Regions from separate parts of the Mus musculus genome. Here region 1 is linked to region 2. Evidence: chromatin contacts called from public Hi-C data. All regions are on one chromosome and are shown on one strand. Each heading gives the region's core, a stretch centred on a gene start, on an enhancer-like site or on the middle of the called end of the contact. The rest is flanking DNA. Distances are from core to core; before and after follow the strand shown. Region 1 holds the start of Csgalnact2 (chondroitin sulfate N-acetylgalactosaminyltransferase 2). Region 2 holds the start of Rasgef1a (RasGEF domain family, member 1A).

The links. A called contact is a pair of places that touch in the nucleus more often than the background predicts.
Region 1: a Hi-C map of uterus shows a contact between it and region 2, with 3 times the contacts expected there. The contact joins the promoter of Csgalnact2 here to the promoter of Rasgef1a in region 2. A contact is called at or near these places in 14 of 484 Hi-C or Micro-C datasets (CD4 T cells, the HL-1 cell line, embryonic stem cells and 5 more), 7 of 115 datasets of contacts at active chromatin or transcription factors (bone marrow-derived dendritic cells, bone marrow-derived macrophages, effector CD8 T cells and 3 more) and 4 of 9 other capture datasets (adipose tissue, liver, macrophages and 1 more).

Annotation. Positions count from the first base shown.
Region 1 is chr6:118,134,980-118,142,313 of GRCm38.p6, forward strand. It overlaps Csgalnact2 (chondroitin sulfate N-acetylgalactosaminyltransferase 2), which reads right to left and starts at 4,161. Exons shown (of 8, transcript NM_030165.3): 1 at 4,044-4,161.
Region 2 is chr6:118,064,397-118,071,282 of GRCm38.p6, forward strand. It overlaps Rasgef1a (RasGEF domain family, member 1A), which reads left to right and starts at 1,989. Exons shown (of 13, transcript NM_027526.1): 1 at 1,989-2,066. The coding sequence starts at 2,049.

The sequences.
Region 1 (7,334 bases), core at 2,911-5,410, 73 kb after region 2:
GTCACAGGCAGTCAACTCTGCCTTTGTAGCACAAAACTAGCCACAGACTATACAGAAATTACACAAAGAGCTGAGTTTCAACACTAAAATCTGAACTTCATATAATCTTCACATCATAGTATATTAATATTACCTTCCCACAGTATTAGAAATATAACCTCCCACTTGGGCCACAGGGCACTGTAGTCTAGGTAGCCAGACTACTAAGCTCTCCTGAGACTCAGTCTCTCTCTATGTTGCTCCAACTGAACTCCTGAACTCAAACGAATGTCCTGCCTCAGCCTCCTGGAAAGCTGGGCTACATTTGTACATTTCCACCCCAGCTCTACAAGAGAAAGGGTTGTTGCTCTAAAATATCATAAAGTAAGTGCATAGGATAAAAAAGACTAAATGTGAATTAAGGGTATACAGCGAAAGTCTCTCTCCTATCTCACTTCCCCTCCAATTTTGTGTATCGTTCCAAAATCTTTTGCCACAATTAAACATCTTAGCAAGATTGGCTTTCGTATACCCAACTCTGAACACAGTATTTCACTAACAGACAAATCCTTGAAACGGAACTGCTGCCTAAATTCCCTTCAATGTAATTAGTTTATGCAACTTGTCCCTTGCCCAGGATAAGCTTCCAATACACCTTTACCTACTTTCTACTTTCCAACTGCTCTTAGATCTGGAACGTCCCTCCAACTGTGTGAAGCCTTGCCTTCAAGTCTGTGGTGCTATTGGGAGGAACAAAACCATCAGCACTACTTAGGGAACAGCAGAAGGAAGCTAGGTGACTGGGAGTGTGCTCTTGGGGTGGGGGATACTGAAGTTTGGGCCTTCCTCACTCTCTTTGGTTTTTTTGGACCCAAAGCAAGCCATATATTCCTGCCACCATGTTGACTATATTGCCACAGACCCAAAACAACAGGGCCAAGTGACCACAAACTGAAACTTCAACAACAATAACAACAAAAAACCCTTTCCCTTTTATTTTAGGTCTTTTGTTCCAATACTAGAAAGCTGACTGACACATTAAAGTTTATTAAAGACTTAAAAATTCAGGCTGGGCATGGTGGCACACACCTTTAACCTTAACACTCAAGGAAGGTAGAGGCAGGTAGATCTCTTGAGTTTAAGGCCAGTCTAGTCTCAACGGTTCCAATTTGTCTACAACTTGGAACTAAGAAATAAGTTTTACTGCTTTGAACTCCATATTTTTTCTAAATTTTTCATTTTGATACAGTATATTCTGTATTCTGTATACTCTACTGAATGTGGGTCAAATGATTTGAGTTAGAAATAAGGTTACAAATTCAAAATAGTCCTATGGGCATTTTTTGTTGTTTGATTTATTTTCTGGGACAGAATCTCCTAATGTATCCATGGTTGGCCTAGAATCACAATTGTCAATTCAGTCATCAATAGAGTGCTGGGATTGCACACACGAATGACCATAGCCTGCTCCCACGGACACTTTAGAACACTACACTGCTGTCATACAATGTCTAAAAAACTGATTTCTATTCATTTATGAATAAACAAAACATTAGCTTTGGAAGCTTATAAAATTATATAAATTTTCTCCATAGTGTAAAATGTTTATTAGGATGTATCTAAGGATGTATCTTCAACAATATTAAGAGTTTTGGTGTATCAATTCACTCATAAACTTCTACACTTCTGCTTTTAGAAATATTATTTCCTTGATACATATTAGGCATCTTCTGTGTGTTGCTAGGAGAGTGGAATCCAGGAGCTGCTAGCACAGGTACCTTTCCACATGCTCTCTAAAAGGTCATACTTTCAGATCATCTCTGCCCACAGAGGAGGAAACCAGAAATTGGAAAGGGAAAGGTTGACCTATGCTTGCCAGTATCCTGTCCTGTTCCCTGATGTCTATCTCTGTCTCTGTAGGTGTGTATGTGTTTATTGGCTGTTCCAGACCTGTGTCTTAGGTATTCTTTGTTACGTTCTGTGTTTCAATATTCCAAAACTAAGTGATTTTGTGTGTGTGTGTGTGTGTGTGTTCGTTCAGTGGGCAAAGCACCTTTCCAAACTTGAGAGTACTAATGTTTAAAACTCAACTTCTTGTATTTGTGCAAATGACATGCTGGCTTCCTACAGATATTTAGTGATTATTGTTCTGTTATTTAAATAACAATACTAATATAAAAAAATCCACATCTGGAACTAACCTTATAATTCAGCTTTACACTTACAGCTAGTACTTGTGGAGTGACAGTGACTATGTCTTGAGCTCTCGATTTTTCTAACCCATCTTTAGTGCTGTCCTTTGGTGCTTCATTTCTCCTACCAGCTACCACACTTCCCCTTAACAACCACTAACTTGAGCAACATGGTTACCTAACTGTTATCAAACTGAACAGTCATATCGTGGCCTGCTCTAACTGACTTGAGGGTAAAAGACAGTTAAATGAAATGAGTCTTTGAGAAGATGGTCACTTGTGCCAATACAAAGTGCAAATAGTAGCTTAATGACTATACATGTGTTTGAGACAGGGTCTCAGGGTATATATTCTTGGCTGGCCTGGAACTCACAGAGATACACTGTCCTCTGCCTCCTGCGTGCTGGGATGAAAGGTGTGCACCACCATGCCTTAACTCATATTTTTAAAACCAACCTTCACTTCTGTATTAGTTAAGATAATCTTTTAAAAAAGAAAGAGTCCACGTTAGTTAGGATGTAATTTTTTTCCTATTGTAGGTCTCAGCCATTTTACATCTGACAGAAATGTATTCACATACTAAGACATTCACAAGAATGTTATAACACCCCTAAAACCTAAAACAAATAATACACAAATCTGGAAGCACACATTCATGAACAGAAGAACAATCACATCACAGAATGGCACATTACACTATAAGAAAGAATTATCAACACCATACCATGATATGAATGATATCATATCAAAAAACACGAACAGTGACTTCCACAGCAATATTCTGAGAATACTATATATTAACTCCATTAACATGAAGCTTAAAATAGTCCAAACTAATGGCTGATGAAAGAAGTCAGAACTCTTAATGGGGAAGCAGGGGTAACCTATTTGGAAGAAGCAGAGCACTATGGGAATGTTGTACAATTAAAATCTGATGTGTGTAGCAGCAGACAAGGTAAGAAGCATGTAATGATTCACAGACAGTTCATTTTCATGCATTTGTTGACGTTTTTTTATATTTTATACCACTACAAAAGGAGTGTAGATGGATAAACAGTAATTTCTTAATTATCTGAAACTAAAGCTGGTTGTTTAATATCAACACTTCTAAGCCTCATATACTGAAAACACAACACCCTTTTTATATTCTTTTAGTCACATAATTTAAAAAAGATAGTAGCAAATATTCCCGAATATTATGCCATAAAACACCTTTTTATTACTTCGGAAATCAGAGGTGCTTTTTTAAATGCACCTTTAAGAGATGGCATTAATCCCCAAGGTATTAAAGGCCCAGGGGCCTTCAGTGGCATGAACTGTCAGGACACTGCATGTACATTTCAAAAACAAGCTAAAGCACACCTTCAGATTTAATGAGGACTTAAGAAGAAAAGCGTTAGATTTGTAACCAAACTGTCATGCCGCCAATGTCATCATCACAAACACAAGTACCGCTGTGGTATTTGACAAATTACCCAGCCAGTTGCTCAGAAATGCAGGAATTTTCTAAACTATCTGGTCCTTCTGACAGTTCTCCGTTTTTGGTTTTTATCCAGGTTCCGGCGATCATCAATTCCTACTCCAAGAGCATCTTTTAAAGGGGAGCGTTTTGTCAGAGGCAGGAGGGCTGCTGCCAGTGGGCGCGTTCAACCCCACAGTAAAAAGTTTAGCCACTCAGCAGAGATGATGACGAGGAGGTTAAAAAAAAAACCTGACACGCAAACCAGCGGTCCCTGGCAGCAGCGGTCTCCAAAACGGGACCAGCCTCGGGAGGGCGCGTCAAGGAAGCGCCGCGCCCAGCGGCGTCCCGGAGGGCTCGTCCGAGGGGACCGGCCGCTGCCCAGAGGCGCGGCAGGACACGGCGGTACTCACCGCGCCCGCCGCTCAGCGTCGCCGCCTCTGGGGACCTGCACACCTGGCCAGCGCCCTGCGCGGGGCCGGCCCGGCGCGCCGCCGCGGAGCACCGCCACTTCCGGCGCGCGCGAGGAAATGAGGGAAATGAGGCTGGGTTGCTGTGGCGCGCCCGCCTCCGCGGTCAGGCCCCGCCCTCCACAGCCAGACTCCGCCCTCCAGGGCCAGACCCAGCCCACCGCAGCCGGGCTCCGCCCTCCACACTGCCAAGTCCCGCCCTCCAGGGCCAGGCCTTTCTCTTTCCAGCTAGGACACGCCTATTCCTCCCTCTTCTGTCCTGTGCCCTGCACAGAAAGCTCCACAGATGACAGTTGATTCATCTAAAAACAAACAAACAAACAACAACTGAGATGGGTGCTCAAGCCCTGTGGGATAAATAGCCTGGGAACATCATGCCTTAGAGACACTTAACTAGACACGCATGTGGCTAATCGTCACATAAGTGCTAACCTGGCAGAGCTGACTAGCGGGGAGGCTGAGGATAGCCAACATGCCTTCTGCTCAGGGAAGATCGGTACTGAACACTGAAGAGGTCCTTACGTGTTTTTACTTAAAATAAATAATTCCATTTGCTGCATGTAAAGTACCGTGTGTGTGTGTGTGTGTGTGTGTGTGTGTGTGTGTGTGTGTGTGAAGTCTAGCCTTTTCAGAAAAGCACACACTGGCAAAGTTGGAAAGAGACTGGATATGCAGTCAGCAAGCCTATCTTAGAAGTAGGTGATCCAGACCGTTAAAGTTTTCAGGATTTCCCTTGTGGCATTAGAGGAGAACATCTGGGCAGAAGATATCTCAACAACTGTCAGCCAATAGAGCCAGCTGTGGTCAGGAACAAAGTGTCTCCCTTGGACAGCTGCTTCTTTAGGACGCACCTTGAAGTCCCCTCAGACATCCATCTTCTCTAGTACAATCACAAAAGACAGTCCACGTGGGTTAGCTGCCTGCTGTCTACCAGCCACAGTCCTAAGTATGAGTGCAGGGAGGCAGGAGAATTCTCTCCTAGGAGACTTGGAACATGGGGACCTTTAGCAAATGGTTAAGTGCCCAGCACTGCTAAATTTCCAAGATAAGGCAAAAATTCTCTAATGTATTAATAAAGTAGATATAAATGGCACCTCACTGAAATCTTAGCGAGCCACGATGCCAGACTCCAGCTTTGGCACTGTTAGTCCAAGCCCACATCTACTGTGTGCCTACGTTACACTTGACATTTCATTAACAGTTTCTGAGAAGTCCCCAGAAGCCAGGTGTGACATCTGCCTATAGTCCTAGCACTCATGAGGCTGAGACAGAAAAATGATATTTTTCAGGCCTTCCTGGATTACTTAGTAAGTTCCAGGGCAGCCTGGGATATACATTGAGCCCTTATCTCAAACAAAAAGAAAGTCCACAGATGTAGGGACCTTTCGAATGTGCCCTCTAGACTCATGTTCAGCCATAGAGATGCTTGGATTTTCCTTAGGGACACTTTAAATAGGATGGGGACTATGGCGGAAAGAATGAGAGAGACCTCCCCTGCAGTTTCTGGCATCTCAGTACCAAACATGGGCTCTAACTGAACTTGTGAATGTAAAGTCTCCAAAAAGACAAATAAATGTCCCCAGTAACCAAATTCAAGCACACCCCACTTTTTAGAACCCTGCAACCCATCTACTTCAGGCATTTCGTTTTTTTCTTTCTTTTCTAGCCTCACAGATGCTGGGCTAGATCACACTTCAGGCAGAGCCTACTTTTTATGTGGTGCATACACTGGGCAGTGGGCATGTCTCCCAGCTCTTCATCTGAACCTTTGAATTCTTCCCAAACCTACAGTTTGGCTCTTCAGTTCCCAGAGAGAAAATGAAAAGGCAGAAGATAGTCTAGGTTGTGCTTGTTGTCATTTGTCACCTTGACACAAACAGATCGTCAGCTGAAGACTTGCAGAAGATTGGCCTGATGAAGTGCTGATGCGGGACTGCCCAGGCTACTGTGAGTGGCACCACCCCTGGACAAGCGGTTTGGGTTGTATAAGACTGTACATTGAGAAAGCATGGAAATCAAGGGAGTAAGCCGCTTTCTCTGCAGCTCCAGTCTCAGTTCCTGTATCCACGTTCCTAGCTGAGTTACTTCTCTGACTTAGTGATGATGGCCTTTGATGTGGAAGTGAAAGTCAGGCAAACGCTGTCCTCTCTGAGTGGATTTTGGTCAGTGTTTTACCACAGCAACAGAAGGGAGCCACTGCAAGGGTGTTATGTAGCAATTTCCTTCAAGATAAAACCTTCCACCTTGGAGCCAGGCTCCAAGACACAGGTTTTGCAGGTGAAACATTCCATTCTGCAGTTAAGCTCAGGAAACAACTAGAAACCATCACAAAGTTCCTGATACTGACCAGACAAACCACCTACCTACCTCTCTTCTGAAGCAAATATAATCAGTAAGGATTGCTAAAAGACACTCTCAGGCCGTCTAAACTGCCTGGAAGAGATTGTTTGAGCTATCTAGACATGATCATCTCCAACGTGTGGATCTGCCTTCAAGTTGTCCAGGTCTTATAAGCTGTTACCCATGATGCAGTAGGCTTTTGGTGATGCAGCTATCTCAGAGTCCTTTTTGCTCCTATAAGTAACTCCAATAAAACTCATTGGTTTTCCATGTTGGACTTTGGCAGTATCTTTACTACTCTGATCTGTCGTCAGTTCCCTATCTGGAGCAAGTAGACATTTGTTCAGGTCTCCCCAAGAGGAATGCCACACACCGCCATGATAGGATTGGCTCTTTCCCTTAGGATAATTTCCTCCCAATCACAGTCTCTTCTACTTCTCAGACCTACGAATACACACACACAGACATGCATGTACACATGTGTATAGACATGCACACACAATTACATGCACGTTGTCTTAGTTAGGGCTTTTATTTATGTGGAAGGACTCCATGACCACGGCAACTCTTATGAGGAAGCATTTAATTGGGGCTGGCTTACAGTTCAGAGGTTTAGTCCATTGTCATCATGGCGGGAATCATGGTGACATGCAGGCAGACTGATGCAGGAGAGATAGCTGAGAGGTTTACAGCAGGATCAGCAAGTAGCAGAAAGAAAGTGAGACGCTTGGCCTGGCTTGAGCATCTGAGACCTCAAAGCCCACCCCCAATGACACTCTTCCCTCAACAAAGCCACATCTACTCTAAAAAGGCCATACCTCCACTCCCTACGGTCCATTTTCATTCAATCCATCACATTCCACTCCCTGGCAACTATAGGCTTGTAGCTATATC
Region 2 (6,886 bases), core at 739-3,238:
CCCAATGGAGTCCATCCACCCGCGGAAGCAGACAAAATGCTATAGCTTACAATTTTGTCCTGTGCTTATGAGGATGGCCCTGTCACTTTCATCACAGAGCCAGGCTTCTCTGCCTCTTTTTTCAATCACTCTCAGGGTAGTCTCTTATAGACAAGGACTGTTAAGGACAGCCCCCGCTGTCTGGAGTAAGGAGGGAAGCATGTCCTCCCATGTGTCTTGCCTTTCCAGTAACCCCAGCAGCTGTTTACAGACCGCATCACATCTCCACTTTCCAATGGTGTCTTGGGTCGGGCACCACAAGCCCTTGCTGCGAGATAGCTTTAAGCAGGACATCTGACAGGAGTCAGCCTTTAGCCTGCCAGCTTCCCTAGGTCCCTGGACGCTGGGAAAGATGTGGATTGATGCATATATGCATGCTGAGGTCAGACTTGTGACAGACAGCTTCATCCATGTCTGCCAGAGATGGGACTAGATAGGCTCCCTGGGGAAAGCTTGCTCTGGAGCAGGTGGCAACTGGCTTGTTAACTGTGCATGTGGGAGAAATGCCATCACCCTCTTAGGACCCAGGTGTCCTAGAGGGTCAAGGAACAGGGCTAAAGAAGGCAGGGACAGGTAACTTCCTAGAAGTAGAACTCCAGTTTTGTTTCTCTTGGTATTAGAAGAGCAGTCTGAAGGAATGACCTGAGCCTAGCAAGGGCCCAGCACCCGAGGGTCTAGGTGGGTCTTGACAAGATTCGCCAGCAGAGGTCACTGTGAGCTTTGCATCCCCTGGAACAAGATGCAGGGCTGGAAGAGGGGGGCCCTGTGTGAAAGCTGATGCACCCTCCTCCCCGCCATCTGTGGAGCTGTTCCAGGAGGGAATAAATACTATGGGCTCTGAGACCCCTGAGAAGAAAGGTGGGGTCCAGCGACAGTGCGAGCTGGTAGAGACGTCAGGGGAGGCAGAGCCCAGAGGGCCTGGGTCCTCCTAGGAGACAAGGGAATGAGCCCAACATTCAGAGTTCCACAAGACTGAACTAACTACCCAAGAGTCTGTCTGCTGATGGATCTTTGTGCTAAGAGAGCTGATGGAGAAAGAGGGGAAGGGAGATGGCAGGAGAGAAGTGTGCTCCCTCAGGCCGCTGGGCAGAGATCAGACAGGGTGGGGTAAAGTCCGGGTCATCAGTCTCCATTAGGGACCATGGCTTGCTTGTGTGCTCTCATAGGATTGTTTAATCCCCCCTGGGCATCCTCTGCCCCGTCTATGGTCTATGGTTCCAGCTGAGAGCAGCTTTGACTCCTAGAACCTGGCCCAGCTCTCTCTGCCCTCCCAGCCTCTATCTGCTTCCTTAGTTTCAGATCCCCAGAGAGGGCATTCTTCATTTCAGCCCACCGCTGCCATCTAAACTCTAAGAGCTGGAGCTGCGGTGGGAGGCACCTGACAGGATTCTTTCCTAGTGCAGGGAGTGGGGTGGGGGTGGGGGTGAGGTGAGATAGATCCTCAGAGACAGGCACCAGGCATATCCCTTACTCGGATTAGCCCTTCCACGACAGCAGCTGCTGTATCCCTGGCGTTCTGGGGATGATAGAAGGACTGAGGATTCAAGACACTTCAGACTACAGCTGTGTGGAGCGAGCGCCCGCCCGGCAGGGGAAGCATCTGAACTAAGCGCTGCTTGGGCACCTGCGGTAGCTCTGTAGCGTTCAGTCTCCAAGGAGGAGTCTGGGACCCTTCCTGGCCCTCCCCTCCCCTCCCCTCCCCTCTCCTTCCTGGACTTCACCAGCAAGACGACCCACCCCGCCCAGAGCCCAGAGCCTTGACCCTTACGCCATTCCCAAACCTAGCACCACAAACCCTGCGGGTGCTCACGCCTCACTGTGCCTCGCCCTGTCCCTTGCTAGTGCTCCTCCCAGGGTCTTGTTCACGAGGCTCGCCAGCCCCGCCCCGGGCGGGAGGTGGCTGGGTCACGGGAGGGAAGTCCCCGGGCTTGGGCGGCACTGGCTCAGCCCCGGAGGGTAGTCGGGCTTCTACACCGCCTGCGGGTCCGGTAGCGGGAGCTGTAGCCAGGATGTTTCTGGAGCCCCAGGTAGGGTTGTGGCAGTGCGGGACTGCGGGTTAGGAGCACTCCAGGGCAGTGTCTTGACCACAGCAGGACCGCAAGGTTAAGGTTTCTGTGCCCCAGAGCTTGGGAAGCGCGGCCAGGAGGGTGCTCGCCCCCAGGACAACCAGGGCAACTCTCTCTCCTGTCCCTGCCCGGACACCTGCCGCCACTTGGGCCTCGCCCAAGGTGCAGCTGCTGCCTTCCTAGCCTCTGCTGACACCAGCGGCTCCGCTGTAAAGCGCCACTTGAAAACCTGCAGGGGGTGGGGGTGGGGTGGGGTGTTTCGCAGCAGGGTCCGGGTGCGGCAGAAGAGAAAGCAAAGGGCTGTCCTGGACAGAGCAGACTTGTAAAAAGCAGTGGCGATCTTGGAATTTCCCCTATCCTTGGGCTCAGAACCACTGTTTACTCCATAAGTGCTTGGAGTGGGGGCGGTCTGTGATGGAGTGGTTGATCATGTGGGAGGTGTGCGCTTGTATGTGCGATGTGTGGGCGGGAGAGAGGACGTGTTTATATATGGGAGGCTTAAGTGAGAGCCGTTAAGAGGAGGCAGGTGTGGGGGCAAGGCTGTGCCTGTGCATTCTCAAATGTCATGTGTTTAAAGAGAAGAGTGCCTAGTGAGGGGAAGGCTGAGAATCTCCCTAAAATTAACCCTGGGCCTGAGCCACCACTGCACCTTTCTAGCTGTTTTGAGCCATAGTGGGCAGTGGGATTCAGGAGCAGTACACAGACCTGTCTAGACCAGACCCAGTGCAGACCATTGATTTGGAAGAGTGGAGATGAGGAGCCAACATTAATGGGCTGAAGATGTAGGACAGACAATGCACATTTATTAAGCACCTGCTATGCGCTGGCACTGTGGTTTGCAGAGAACTAAGCAGGCAACAGTTCTTATCCTCACAGAGCTCATCTGGGTGCCAGAAAATCATTGGTTCTTAACCTGTGGGTCAAGACCCCTTGGGGTTAAACGACCCTTTCAAGGGGTTGCCTCTCAGATAGCCTGCATGTCAGATATTTACATTATAATTCATAGCAGTAGCAAAATTATACTTATGAAGTATCAGCGAAATACATTTTATGGCTGGGGCTCAGCACAACACGAAGAACAGCATTAAAGGGTCGCAACATTAGGAAGGTTGAGCACCTCCACAGTGAGTAATATACAGACTAAGTTACATGGCAGAAAGGACTAAAGATGAACGTAGAGGAGTAGCCCACAGCAGGAGTGCATCAGGAAGGATGATTCTGGTATCATGCAGACGTAAAACGATGCTCAGCTCCGGTGACTGTTTCCTCTGCTAATACCCATCCTGCGTCACTCTGCTGTGCCACCTACTTTTTGCTGGGGAACAGGTTGACAGGGTCCTAGGACAGGAAGGGGCCCTACATTGGCACCTCAGTTCTAGCTCATTGACACACATCATTCTACTAACCACCAGGGGGCTACACAGCCTGCCCCGGTCTCCCCAGGGATGTGTGGCACACTTGGGCTTAGCGAGCTGACTACCAGTGTGGGGTGATGTTTGTGCCTTTGTCAGGGTAGCCAGAAGAGGCGTCAGAGATGTCCTGTGGGTGTAAGGACCCCACTGAAGAAGAGTGAGAAAGAACTAGGTGAGTGGGAACATTTAAGGAAGACAGGGCAGGCCTGGGTGGGGAAGCCATCTGTGTGGGAGGTTGGGCTTTTGGGAGCACTAGAGACCAGCATGACAGGCTATTGTCCTAGGGTCTTGGAAGGGATAACAATGCCTGGGGCTGTCAGGCCATCATTGGATGCTTCACGTGGGAGGGTCAAGGACAGTGCTGGCCATGACAGGGCCAGCCAGGGAGCACAGGCATGGAGCTTGGATTCTGGATGAGAGAGAGGTGATTTGATGTGTTTTGATGGCACAGCAAAGAGGCCTTACCGCTGATAGGACCGTGGGCATTGAGGGCTGGGCAGGGACGGAAGCATCATTAGCCCCAGAGGAGACCATAGAGTCTGTAGTCTGCAGGGATGGTGTGAAATGTAGCTGGAGGGTGAAAAGTCTAGAGTTTAAGGAAGCCTGATGAGCTTGCTCCATCCTGGTGGCCCTCAGCTGTGCTGCCTACTTGTCTGCTGGCCCAAGGCTTTGTTCAAGCCTCTTTATCTTTTCACCGGTGCTTCTAGGCCTCTGGCAGCGGTGGCCTTGGGGTGCCTAAGGCTGGAAGAAAGTGGGCACAGCACCCCTGTCTGTTTTCCCTGGGAGTTGCTGAGTCCCAGGACACAAAGCAATATTTCCTGTGGACTTGGTCCTCCTGGGCTTGCCTCACTGTCCTGTTTCTCTACGTCTGCCATTGGCCCTGTGGTGTCTGCAGCTCTCTGTTGTCACCCCAGCCCTGCACTCATTGCCAAACGAGCAGGTACTCACGGAGAACGGATACAGTTTTACCACTGCTTTCCTGTATCTAGTTGAAGCATCAACAGTTTCTCTTGAGTGTATCCATGAATTGACTTATGATCTTTCTGGGCTTATTTGTCCCCTCATTCCTGGAATAAATAGGTCTAGGTCAGGCTCTATTGTGCTTTAAAATGTTACTGAGTTCGCTTCTTTGGTTTGATGCTGTTTCCTGGTGTATTTTCCAGCTATGTTTATAGGTGTCTCACATTTCCATGCTACAGATGTTGGAGTTCTTGGCTCTGTTAACTTCACAGGATGAGCAGGAAAGCAAGAAATCTGAAGGATTGAATAGCTGAATTAGTTAGTTTGTTTGTTTCTTTCTTTAGTTAGTTTTTGTTTTGGGAGGAGGCATAGCAGCTCTTCTTTTAGCCCTGGCTGTTCTGGGCTTACTATGTAACCCAGGCTGACTGTCAACTTATAGAGACCTGCGTGCCTCTGCCTCCAGAGTGCTGGGATCAAAGGCATGCACCACCACATCTGGCTCTGAGTGGTTTAAGTATCATACAAAACTCTCTGATTCTCAAAGGCATGAAATAATTCATTTTAGGAACCCGCAGATGGGCCTGCTTTTGTTTCCTCCCAAGGTCTAGGTGGCCGTCAACTTCCTTAACATTCACTGCACTTATCGGTGTATTCAAGTTCTAAACATGGTTATGCATGATTAGTCTGTTCTGAATATTTGTATTTTCTAGAAAGATGCCAGTTCAAAGGGTGTTCAGCCATGTAAAGTTGCATAGTGGGGTTTGTAAAAAGCTTGCCCCTTTCCCTCCCTCCATCTTACTTTGCTTTCGTTGCTTAGAATTGCCAGGGACGAGTGATCTCTCTCTCCCTGTCTCTGTCTCTCAGTGGAATCCAGGGCCTTGTACATGTTAGGCCTGACCTGACCACTGAGTCATACTTCCACTGAGTCTTGGGAAAATTGGTTTGTTTGTTGTTTTTGTGACTTGAGTCTCACTGTGTGGCCCAGGCTGACCTGGAACTCATGCCCCCCCCCCCCCCACTTCAGAATCCCAAGTGTCAGAATTACAGATATAAACCACTGTGTCCCATTGCAAGATGTATCTTTTTAGCTGTATTTCCAAGAGGCAGCTCTTGAATTTAAGGAGTTCTATTGCCTCCAACTAAATCTATTTATTTTATCTCTTGGCAAGTCCTTCCCCCTGTTTCCTTTGCCATATTTTTGTTTTATTTAGAATTTCTGTGAGGGCTCCCCTCCCCCCCTGTTTTTGTCTCTCAGGATCTAGCCACTCTCTTCAGCTTTCATCCCAGGCTGCCCCAGCCTTCCCAAAAATCCTCTACGGTTGGCTAGGTGAGGGAGGGATCCCTAACGATGGTGGCTCCACTCACAAGTCTTAAACACCCTGTGTATCATCTATGAGCTGTAAGTTCCAGGATGATGGCTTCAGTCTTTTGGACATTTGTAGTTTTTCCTGGAAACCGAGATGTAGTAATGTGAGCTGCCTTAGGGAAGGAAGGACAAGGGTGGATACGCCACTGGCCCTGGGTGGACACACAGGAATGCTGCTGTGCATGCAATACTGGGAGACTTGGACTTGTGTGCTGTCCTGTCTCAGAGTCTGCAGCCACTGGACGAGGGCCCAGCAGAGAGTAGGTAGGTGCCCCTCCACCACCCTTCCCACTCACTGACTCACAGAAGGCTCCCTGTTCCAAGCCATATGGGTCTCAGGGATGCATCTCTGGACATCTGCCAAGATGAAAACCCAAGCAAGTGCAATGATTTGTTTTTAAACACAAAGGAAAAAAATCTTTACTCGGTCTAATTAGGTGTCATTTAAAATGAAAAGGACCCCTTGTTCCTTGTCTATATTCAGCATCCACAGGCAGCTATGGAGGGTGGCTGATGGCTCTGCGACACACCTGCCATCCTTCCCCTCCTATCCATTCTTCTGGTCTAGCCTCCATAGGGCCCTCACCTCTGACCCAGCCATCTTGTTGCCTCTCACATGCCATGAGCCTTGTGCAGGGCTATGGCCTGGACCAAGCTGTCAGTTGTGCACTCAGGTCTCTTCCTGTTGGATCCATGTAAGAGTGGCTGCCACACTAGGCTCTGACCAGCAGCAGGGCATCCTATTCCAGTGTTTTTCAGGACCCCAGGAGGTTGGCTTCCCACATCACTTCTCCTCCCTCTGCCATAGCTCCCTGGGAAGAGGATGGCCATTTGCTAAGATGCCCTATTTGCCTGTTGTCCATGTCTGTGGCCACTTGGGCTCCAGAAATACAAGACCCGGAAGCCAAACTGCATGCAAGGGAGGCAGCTCATTCCTATAGAGTCAGCATAAGAGGAGATGATGACATAGGCCAAGAACTGCAACTGCCCAAGCCTGGGGTTGGTAGGAGGCAAGTCGCAGCCACCCCGCCTACTGACAAAGG